Regions from separate parts of the Gasterosteus aculeatus genome. Here region 2 is linked to region 1. Evidence: chromatin contacts called from public Hi-C data. All regions are on one chromosome and are shown on one strand. Each heading gives the region's core, a stretch centred on a gene start, on an enhancer-like site or on the middle of the called end of the contact. The rest is flanking DNA. Distances are from core to core; before and after follow the strand shown. Region 1 overlaps slc29a4a (solute carrier family 29 member 4a). Region 2 holds the start of tnrc18 (trinucleotide repeat containing 18).

The links. Hi-C and Micro-C count contacts between places; a contact is called where the count stands out from the background.
Region 2: a Hi-C map of liver shows a contact between it and region 1, with 5 times the contacts expected there. The contact joins the promoter of tnrc18 here to the enhancer-like site in region 1. A contact is called at or near these places in 5 of 6 Hi-C or Micro-C datasets (liver, skeletal muscle, tail fin and 1 more).

Annotation. Positions count from the first base shown.
Region 1 is chr11:6,351,191-6,356,757 of fGasAcu3.hap1.1, reverse strand. It overlaps slc29a4a (solute carrier family 29 member 4a), which reads right to left. Exons shown (of 11, transcript XM_040191632.2): 11 at 3,895-5,567. The coding sequence ends at 5,423. Among protein-coding and RNA genes, the nearest start is that of slc29a4a, 13 kb to the right of the region's middle. Within about 2 kb of position 2,012, at least 1 of the 9 cell types and tissues checked has open chromatin away from gene starts, as enhancers often do. A contact at or near this core is called in liver, where this site is marked.
Region 2 is chr11:6,396,881-6,402,594 of fGasAcu3.hap1.1, reverse strand. It overlaps tnrc18 (trinucleotide repeat containing 18), which reads left to right and starts at 3,015. Exons shown (of 30, transcript XM_078084689.1): 1 at 3,015-3,199; 2 at 4,845-5,188. The coding sequence starts at 4,990.

The DNA.
Region 1 (5,567 bases), core at 763-3,262:
CATCTCACTCTCTCAAGCTCTTTCTGCCTCTTCTCCCAGGTTCCACTGGTGATTCTGATTGTTTAGTTTCTGTGGTTGTTGATTTCTTGGTGGTGTTGTGAAAGTAGTGTCGGCTGCCACAGGATCTAAACTGGCTTCTTCTTTCTCATCCCTTGTGTTTCACCTCTATTTGTTATTCTCTCGCTTAACCTTATTCATTAAGCTTCTATCATTTAACATAATAAGATACAACAACATTTTAGGACCAGTATGTATATCGTTATAACATACAGTAATACCTCCAAAGGGCACGTTATAACATGCTGCACTTTGAATAAAATCATCTTTCTTAACAAGCAGCACAACCGGACGTTAAATGCACAAAATGCAACAATATTCTTGATAATAATGTAAAGACAGAAACCAAAATAATTCCATTTAATCATCACTTGTGACCCGACAGACACCTTCACCGTACACGATGAAACTAAATGAAGTCACCCCAAAATAGAGCTGCATGAATTCAACATTGAAACCAACTTCGGCATGAGGATTATCTTTCTCATTATTTAATAATGGATTATAGTACAATCCAGTTTGTATGCAAGTATATTCTTAGGAAACAACACTTACCTGTTTGTGATATTTGAATAGTATTTGACTAAAATTATAGGAATAGCCAGATGGTGTTGCCAATTTTATCCCATAAAATGAACAACATATGCTACAAAATGTAGTTTATGAACTGACGTAAGAGGAAAGAAAAGCACAAACCACTTGTTTTCTACTATGTTCTTACAACGGCAGAATAATTCACTCATTTGTCCATTTTCATTAATCACAATGCTATAATGTAGCACTTAAATTGTACTTATAATGCCACTTATCTATAGCTAATTTTAACTTATTTGATAAAATTGCACTTTCTTGTTTCTTGCTCTTCTGGGTTTGTATCCTTATGGTTAAAATGCACTTATTGTAAGTCGTTTGGATAAAAGCATCAGCTTAAGGACATGTAGTGTAATGAAGGAGAAACTTCCCTATGAAATCATTTAACAGACATTTTAATATGTGATGCCAATTAAAAGTATGAACCTTTTGGTAATATGAAAGTCTAATCTGTGATTCAAAGTGTGAATAACTCATTTGTACCAATTTCAAATGCTTGTATTGTTTTTCATTATTAAAATATAACGTTGTTAATGGTTTGCTAACATAGCACACAAGTGTGTTCCATATAAGCCACATGAGCCATCGAGGTTTTGTTTTAATAATACATCATTTAATATAATGTAATTTTAAAAATCTTAATACAAACCTGTTTTATTCAAATATGTGATTTTGTATGTAACATAAATATGTTCCGTTTTCCCATGAAGCCCTTTAATGGCATTAGATGTGTAACCACATCTTCTGATTAGTTCATAAAAATCTGTTTCCATTGTGAGATGAAATTCTTGTCAAAGTATTTTTTATATCGACCATGATTTCATGTATAAAAGCAAAAAACAGCTGTTATCTCGTGTTGAATGAATTAGTTTTATGCTCTACAATCTTATACTAATAGTACCAACTTTACTGTTACTTTAATCCTGCCCATCCACCACACATTGTTTTAACTGAAGAAATTGGCCATTTAACACAAGTCAAAGGCCGACTAATAAATCAAGACAAGAAAATGTGCAGTAATAATACTGTTGGTTTTCGTTTGATCAACTTTTCGTTTCCCCAAACTGAGGCGTCAGGATCCACTGAAACAGTCTAAACGCAGTCAGAGCAGAGAGCAGCGCACCAGACCTGCTCCTCACATCCACTGCCTTTCTACCTTCCTCCTCCTCCTCCTCCTCTCTCAGTATGTGGAGCAGAATGAGTAATGATCAGTCGCTCCGTCACACACAGGAGACTTTCTTTCCCTGCAGCCACATCCCAAATTAGCACACACACACACACACACACACACACACACACACACAAATACGCACACGCACAAATGCACACAGACAAACAGCTAAATAGGTCCATGCACTTACAGAGACAGATTTTGAACTACGACTATGAACACAATACAATATACAATGTCCTCGTTGTACGGTTATGTGTCCTAGAGACACTGAGAAAGGTCAAAGGTAAGAAGGAGAGAACTTCTTTCTCTCGTAATGGGCTCTGTGCCACAGATATGAAGCTGAACTGGACACAGAACCTCTTGACAATGTTCTGTGAGCTGCAGCGACCTCCGCTGGAGAGAAGCAGTTAAAACAACTGCTGATCCCTGCAGGATGAACTCCCGTTTCTCTTTCCCCCTCTGAAGCAAAAGCTTCCATACGGCTGCTGGAGGTTCTGCAACAGAAAACTACATGCAGTTCTGTAAAAGAGCTTAACACAAACCCAGATCATTCCAAGTAATACGATTATCAGACATTTAGAATTTAAGAGCAGAATAACACAGCAGACACCGATGAAAACGACTTTATTAAGCTCCGACAATGGGACAACGTTGTATTGGCACAAACAGACTGCTGGGACACTGAAATCATGTGACAGTAAGACAAAAACTCATTTAAGTCATTATAGAATTACACATATTTCTGAAAGATGTTAGTCACATTTTGATTGAGCGTTGTGTAGTATTTGTAAAGGCTAAATACCATTGGAAGTCATAAAGAGCTGAAAGGCCACAATTTGCTCAAATGCCGGTTAACCTTTTTAACCACTGATTCATCAAACTAGACAATTCTCCTCCTCCTGCTGAAACAATGCAGGTGTTCATCAACCATTCTGTAACGTGCACATATTTAGCAAAAATCTAAAATAGACAGATAAATAGGCTGGATTTTGATTGTTTAGTGATCCTGAATAATTAATAATAAAGAATAATTCAACTGATCACCATTCTTTTTTTTCCACAAATATCAAGCAAAATACGTTTTGTTGCAGTAGATATATACACGTATGTACAATGTAACGTTTGTATGCGTTACACCACCCTGGTGTTTCACAGTGCGCAGTCACGTGGGCGCTGAGTCTTTGTCAGCATGACGTGGTTTCTGAATAAATTCAGTTGGAAGAAAAATTACGTATTTGAAAAAACGATAATAGGAAGTCACATAGATATTCAGATATTAGACCTTGTTGAGGTAAAATGCAGGATTAAACATTTGTTGTTTAGTTTATTTTAGTAATAATTGTGTTTCTTAGCATCAGGAGATTGAATGTTGAGTAACCTTCATCCCATCATAAGTATCTTTACTTCCAGATCTATAGTTCTCCAAATATTCCATCCTGTCTTTGTGACTTTATCAGCTAACCCTGATTCAAATGTTAAAATGTGTCATCCTGGACAAAACATGGGACTAATCAATAAACAGTAAAAAATACAACTATTTTACTTTCTCAGTTCTTTTTTTCATGTGCTGATGTTTTAAATTAACTTAAAAGAATGAAATACATCATGTTAAATCTTCTCAAAGTGAATAATTTACCCAAATGTCAAACTTCTACTTTAAATCACCTCAAAGGGTTGAAAAAAATATGAGTTTAACATGCAGCTCTTTGAAATGCGGGATCACTCTCACCCCCCTAAGTTCTCTACCAGAGAAATAAATATACCTTTCAACCATAAATAACTAAATGCACCTTCAACCCCACCGCTCTGAAAGGAGAGGCCTGCAGCAGGGTGACACCGCCGTGTCGTAGTGCGCTCCACGACTCTACAGAGAAGCCTTTTTCCTTCATAATCTATTAAGTCTGAACTCCTCTCATGATTAAAACGTCTATCGAATCCAACAGGAGATATGGAGGAAGAAGCTGGAGGGGCTGAAAAGCAAAAAGGAAACGAGTGTCGCTCGCTAAATAAAGAAAATGTCGATCTGATAGTGTCTGTTGTATGAAAAAATTGGAGGTCTTAAACACCTTGAGTACGTTTCATTCTATATATTTACACGTTTCATTCTGTTTAATTGTTCACAGAATTACATTCAGACAGGCAGACTTTTTTTGGCACGTATAATCTTTCCTTGACACGTCGCACATGGTTACATGAATGTTACACACAGACGGCACGCGGGGGAAACACAGACCCTGCTGTCAAAATCACAACCGTGAGACACGGCTGCCGTCTTCTGGTTCATAGGAACCAACCTTTTCTTCTCTTTCCTTTCATCTCAGGGTGCAAGAAGCAACGTGAAACCAAATGGAACAGGCAGAGATTTGCCCATTTTCTTTTCTCTAAGCATTATTATAAATAAAAAGAACAGGTAACACATAATTATAATTGCTCCATACATTTTTTTTTCCTGATAGGAATAATGTTCATCATATTTGAAAATGAATACAACTGATGTTTTTCTAATTCAGATTTGCTAAAGCAGCTGAGTGGAGACAAGCCAGAGAGACTGGATCTCAGTGGGGGAAGTCGATTTAGAGTAAGTTCAGTAAACGCGTCTGCTATTGAGCAAAGTGTGGATTTTTATAATTGAAATTAATTAACTACTAGGAGAGAATCATGTTTTTTACAGCTAATTGTATGTCATGAATTAGAAAACTGTTCCCGATAAGGCACAGTAAAATCAAAATGTTAACAGATTTGTCCTAAATAAATTAGAAGAAAATCCTTTGAGCAAATGTTACTTGACATCTTTGCTCTTCCTGTAAATTATTATAATACGTTTGATGACTCTTCAACTTACAGCTGTGTACATCTCATCCCATTAGATGTGATTCCAGTAAACTAGCAAATATGACACACAAGGGGACCTTTTTATTTTTTAATTAAAATAAATGTGAATTAAATTGCTGTTGTAGTTCTTTAAAGGGGGCAGTCAGAGGTTTCCAGAGTGTTTCATTAGGTAACAGCTGGTCTGGAAGAATCAACAGAAACATCATCTCTCTGAATATCAACAATGCTAAATGTGTCTCATGTGACCTCAACGCGAACGGTTCCCTCAAACAGTCTCTTCCCTCCAGCGATAGACAACTTGACTTCACACTCTACAAATGTCAGCCAGTCGGTTTGCACACACATGCAGACAATATTTTCACTGTGAGACACTCGCAGGACTTCTGTTGACGGATGTTCTCCCTCTCCAGGGAAAAGTTCAAAAAGCACAGCCGTGACATTTGAAGGTCAGTGGACCAAAAGGCTGCAGAATGACACAGTGGAGAAACGTTTTTACTGTTTAACTTTCTGTTTTCTTTGCATCTTATTTCACTTTCTTTACCCAGCGAGGCAGATTGAAGCACGATCTGGACAAAGGGCAAATACGCCTCTCAGAGTACAAACATGGACCTTTAAATAGTTCTTTACAGATGTCCTTCTGTCCCCCGCTGCTTCTCCTGGCCGGGATCTTTTGTTTGCAAATGGCTGTGTGTGTGTGTGTGAGTGTGTGTGTGTGTACACACGTATGTGTGTTTACATCCGTGACCGTGCTTAATGGCGTGTGGACATTCAGTAGGCGGTAGCGTTGGGCGGTGTGTGCGTGTTGAGTGTGGAGACGTGCGTCCCTGGTCCCGGAGCAGCGAAGCTGTACGCGGCGTAGGCCACGGCGGAGCCGACCATCAGGCCCGTCATGTAGGAGACGGTCATGGTGTTC
Region 2 (5,714 bases), core at 1,766-4,265, 45 kb before region 1:
GTGGCAGATGGGAATCCCTTTGCTTTGATTCCCATGTGTGTCCTTGTCTCTGTATCGTTTCCCAGAAAATAAGAGTGTTTATCTGGATTTTATTCAAACTGCAGGCTTTCAGCTGCGTCGTAGCGGTTTGTTTGAGGGGTACAGCACGCCTCAATTATATATAGTGTATGGTTAATGTGATCTATAACTTCAGGTCGTTAGCTTAGTTGGACGCGGTAGAAATGTAGGGCTGCTTATCTATTCCGTGCGTCCTGCTGAGTTAATAACCTGACACATGTGTCACGTCTGGGAAGTGCACGATCACATGCATCTCACACACAGCAGCCTCCAGTCGCATTCAAATCAGGCATCATGCCAATAGCAAAATTGCGGGAATGGAATATCCGTGGTGAAACATTTGTGAGCCTGCAGATTTTCTTCAATGGCACATACGTGTTCAGTTCAGTGACTGCTATTGCATTCTGCTGTTTGTCACCCAGCAGAGAACTCCTCACCCCCCCCCTCATCCTGTAGTCCACCATAAAACCCTGCAGGGCCCACTGTCTGATGATTGGCAGGTATCCCATGAGAGCTGTATGTGTGTGTGTGTGTTTTCTTTAAGTGGGGGTTGGTGTGTGTGTGTGTGTGTGCTGATGTCAAGGAATATTGTATGAAATGTGTTTAACTTAGAAATCCCCCCGCCCTCCCCCCACCCCAGTTCGGCGTGCAAACTGAAGTGGTATTGTTGAAGGGTGGATGCTTATGCAGCAGGACATCCTTCTGTATTTATTTATTTATGTATTGCCGTTCCAGAGAGGACTGACTCCCCCCTCCTGAAATAATCAATGCTGTCTGTGTGCTCCGTTCCCCTGTGGATTAATGCAGCCACACGCCTGGAGAAAATCAGATGGTCTGACCCCCCCCCCAAAATAAAATGATTTACCTTATCCCTCAACTAATGGGACATTATTACCCAAACTCTGATATTTGGTCATGGATGCTGATGTGACAGATAGTGATCATACACAGCAGTCTGGGATAACACATGTTCTCATTCTGTAATGTCTGGTTGGCCCAATAAAACAGAACACAGTTAGTGGGATGAAGAATGGTGTCGACTCAGCAGCGTTTCCGGCTCCACATCATGGTTTCAGTACTTTTCCATTGCTGCCACAACAACTTGAAACCGCACCGTGCTCAAAGAGCCAGTGGCTGTATAAACCGTAAGACATGATCTACCAGATGATCCTATCTGGTGCTGCAGTGCAACGAAAGACACACAGCACACTTTCTTACTTGTCCTAGATTGCAATAAAAAAAAAATGCGAATAAGTCTTTATTGAGTTATTGTGATTTTTATTTAAGGATGGTCACACCGCCAAAAAAAGCATTAATTAAATTAAGGTTATACATTTAAATTTGAGTCGAATACAGTTCAATTACAACCGTGTGAAAACGTGCTGCATTAATAGGGCTGCATAGAGGAATCATGACTGAATGCCACCATGAGCCGAACCGCAGCCGAACCCACCTCGAGGTGGAGAGAACGAGGCAAAACAACCGCGAGAGGCCGGTCCTAATCTAGAGGCATTGTCTGAATGGCCACTCGGAGACATTTGGAAAACAAAGGCTGGCTCGGTCCCCCTCGGACGGCTCGGGACGGGACGTCGCTTCTGATCTCCGCCCGGTTCCCGTCCGAAAGGGATGGGGGCGGGGGCGGACAGCTTCGGGGCCGACGCCGAGCGGCCTCTTGCGGCCCGGTGGTTCGGCTAGTTAGAAAGAATCCGCCGTGGTGTGACCGCGTTACCGGGCCGCGACACGGCGGGAGAACGTATCTCCTCCGGCCGCCGCTAAGGACGCGTCCGACCGCGGCTCCGCAGCGCTGCGGCGTCTCCCTCCAGCGTCTGACGTAGCTCCGCCCCTCCAACCCAGGGGCCACCTTGAAACCGTCGCATATTAAAGGAGGAGGGGCCGGACCAGTGCAAGGGAAGGGGCGACGTGGGCATCTTGAAACCGTCTAGTTAAATTATACACAGGGAGCCGCTCGGCGTTGCTGCTCCTGCAGACTGCTATGCGCGGTTTGCATAGATAGACCTGCCGAAAGCCCGGGCTTTATTCCGTGGTGTGAAACGGTAAATAAAGGGTCCACGGGCGCGACAACAGTGATAAATGTTGGTGCGTTCCCGGCTCATGTGAAATATATCCGGGGTGCTTTTCACCTGTCACAAGTAGTGTCTTTGCAGACCCTCCAATGTGCCGAATGATGGCCACCAGTCAGTGAGCCCGGTTAACATTAATAAATAGCATTTGATGAATTAGAGGCGAGATGTTAAGGGATTCAATTTGCGGGGAATCTTTTCCACGAACCATATTGTTTGCATAGTCCGCTAATACGTACGCTGTAGAATTATCGGGTAAACACCTTTGAATATGAGTGGCTTTTAAGGAATGAGGTGTTAGAATAAGTGAGATGGTTATCTCATGTGTTAGCGCTTGTTTTCTTTTGGAGGAGAGCAGAGGTGAAACGGGGCGGTAATAAAACGAATGCGGCAGTGCTGCTTCCGAGTGAGTTGAAGTAAACTGCCTCTCACACTACATGCAAAACGCTTACGATACGTTTCAGGGTAACAATGTACCCGGGCTTTCAGATTGCCAATCTTCTAGCGTCTATTATAATTAGCATGAAAATGTGTGTGTGTGGTGGTGGTGGTTGTGGTGGTGATGGTGGTGGGGGTGGGGGGGTGAACTAACCCCCACCTCCAAAAAGAAAAACAGAAACCCAGTGCTTGTTCTGATCAGTCGGTCTTGTAGGAGAGGGGACCTTGAAACGGCTCAACCTCCTTGCTCCATAATTGCTTTTATACTGCTGGCCAGCGGCCAGGGGGTGTTTTTCTTTCTTTCTTTTTTTTTGACCCTGGGGATTTGATTGACACCTCGCACAGCCAATCAGACAGGAGGTTTGCACAACGCACGGGGGGCTGTCCCGCGGTTGGGTGGTGGCGAGGGAGATGGGCGGGGCTTGCAAAAACAATGCTGTGTTTCATTGCTGAGGAGTTTACGGACGCGTCAGGGTCTATCGCCCCCCCCCCTCCCTCCCCTCCTCCCAACACACACAGTTATCCCCCAGTTTACCTTCGTACGAGCCTGTAATGGACTACTCCAGTTCTCCCAGCAACCTGGACGTTTTTTTAGCTCCTTTCGCCGGACTTTCCACATTCAAGTAAGCGCTTGGCATTTTTTTTTTTGGTTCCTCCAGCTAAAGTGTCCCGAGTTCTGCGTGTTTCAAACCCTAATTTGGTCTGTAAATGTGAGCGAAAAGGGCGCGGAGGGTCTGTGTTTCTTCTTCTTTTTATAATTTCCTCCACACGGCATTTGGGATTTTTTTTAGGGGGCTGTTTTTTTTTTCGGGTCGGTGCGACTTTCGAGACGTTTCCGCCGAGAAAGTTTTGCGTGTCGCGAAAAGGAACCGTGAAAAAGTTTGAAACGTGGCTGAAGCGCTGCTCCGCGCGCACGACCGCGGCGGACCAGAGGAGCCTCCGACCCCCCCCCCCGTCTGTCCGTGCGTGTTCCTGGGGGGCTCCGAGGAGACATTCGTGTCCCGTCTGGTGCGTTTGTCTCCGGGTAAAAGCAGGTTTATGGTGATCTCTGAACCGTCCTTCCGATCCCGCCCGCATATCACGAGTCCTCGCTGGGTTGTTTGCTTGCAGCCTTTTGAAGGTTCAACTGGACTTTCGCCTCGCTGTTGTTGTTTTTTCATACTTAAATACACATTGGTCACATAGTTTGGGTTATTATATTTTATTATTATTCTGCAAAATGCACAAAAAATACACGCGAACCCCCCGATTCTCCTCGCAGCTTTCGGGTAAAGTCGCAAATGCTTGTTGTTGTTCTGCTTAAAGTCACTTTTATTCTATTTGTGTGTTTTTTAATGTATCGCATACGCATGTCCGCGGAGACTGTCCTTTGTCGGCAGTTTAGCAAAATTATTAAAATTCCTATTTTTATTTTTTTTTTAAACCAAAGATTCGAGACGCGAGCCGATTAATCCGAATGGCCGCGCATCCATCATGTGAATCGCATTATTATATCTTAACACCAGCTGGAGCTCCGGTGCTGGAGCTTTGATACGGAACGAGGACGCCAGTGGACCGACCGTGTTTACGGGTCGGGCTCGTTGATCTCTCCCGCTGGAGCAGCACCCGCGTCCAGAAGGCGCAGCCGCCCGGACCGCGGCCGCAATACGCGGGCAACAAAACCCCGCCGATCAGCGCGGCAGACTCTGGCAACCCGCATTTATTTTTAACCCGTTTGAAATGTATATTTGATGCGCCTCCAGTATTTATGGCGTATTGACTTACAGGGCGAGCCGCTGGGAAACAGCTGCACAATCGTAGCAATAACAGAACTAAAACAAACGAAAAAGAGGACCGAACAGGTTTGTTAGCGTCCGTGTGTGTTTTTTTCTTCTTTTCCCCTCGCGGGGTCTGCGTGTGGTTTCCACGGCCGGGGCAGCGCGGCTGGCCGCCGCCGCCGCCGCTCCTGGTGCTTGTTTTCCCGGGGAGCGGAGCTGTCTGCTCGGTGGAGGCGGGTGGAGGAGCGCCGCCGCTGCTGCTGCCGCTGCGGCGCTCGCTGACATTACGCGAGATCGTCGTCTTGCTGGTGGAAGTTGGAGTTGGAAGGAGACCTTGTGCCGTCGAGCAGCGCGTCCAGCTCGTTCAGCTTCTCGAGCGCTTTTCCGAACTGCGTCATCGCGCACTGACCGCCCGCCGCAAAGAGGAGAACCCCCCCCCCCAAAATAACAGTGTGATCAGTGTGCGTCAGATCGTGTGTCAAGCGAATGTTTTCTTGTTGTATTTTCGTAGGTCGGCGGGATGGCTGAAAAGAAGCCCGAATCGCCAGGGGAACTAAAGACAGTATCGTAGCGCCCCCCAAAAAATTCGTCTTTTACAGAATAAGGGGCCTCTCCAGACGGACTATTTCTTTTCACAACTTTCCCCACTGTGGATAATGGATGGCAGAGATTTTGGACCTCCCCGATCCGTCCACGTACCGCCGCCGTTGCTGCCGGGGCTCACGATGGAGTCTCCCCGACTCGGAGCGGCAGCCGCGGCCGGGAGGATGCCTCCCTCGCCCGGCCACGGCCACGCGCCGCCCCTCCACTCCGGAAAATTCCTGCCATCGCCCATTAACCTACATCCACACCACAGTAAGTAAACGGCGTCCGACCGCTCCGCTCCCTGCAATGTGACTATGATTAACTTAAAATAACGCAGCGCAAAAAAACACCATTTATATATTTATATATATATGTGCAAACAAATACGCAGCGTTGGTGCGGTCATTTCTTGGATGCAGCTACGGTCTTCTGTGGAAAATGCCCCCCCCCCCCACTTGGTTAGGTTTCATAAGGAGGTGTGGCTGTTGCAAAGCTGTGACAAGTTTCAGATGTGAAAGTATGACATCGCGCTCACTGTTGTGCGCGATGACCGACGCGCCAACAGCGGCCGCCTGTTGTGCTGCGGGTGTTGTTGCAGCAGCATGCGGGTCAGGGTGCAACGGTCTTGGGGGGTGTGTGTGTGTGTGTGTGTGTGTGTGTGTGTGTGTGTGTGTGTGTGTGTGTGTGTGTGTGTGTGTGTGTGTGTGTAATATATATATATATATACATATGCGCGGTTGTGTGTGTGTGTGTGTGTGTGTGTGTGTGTGTGGGGGGGGGGTTGTAACCTCAGTGA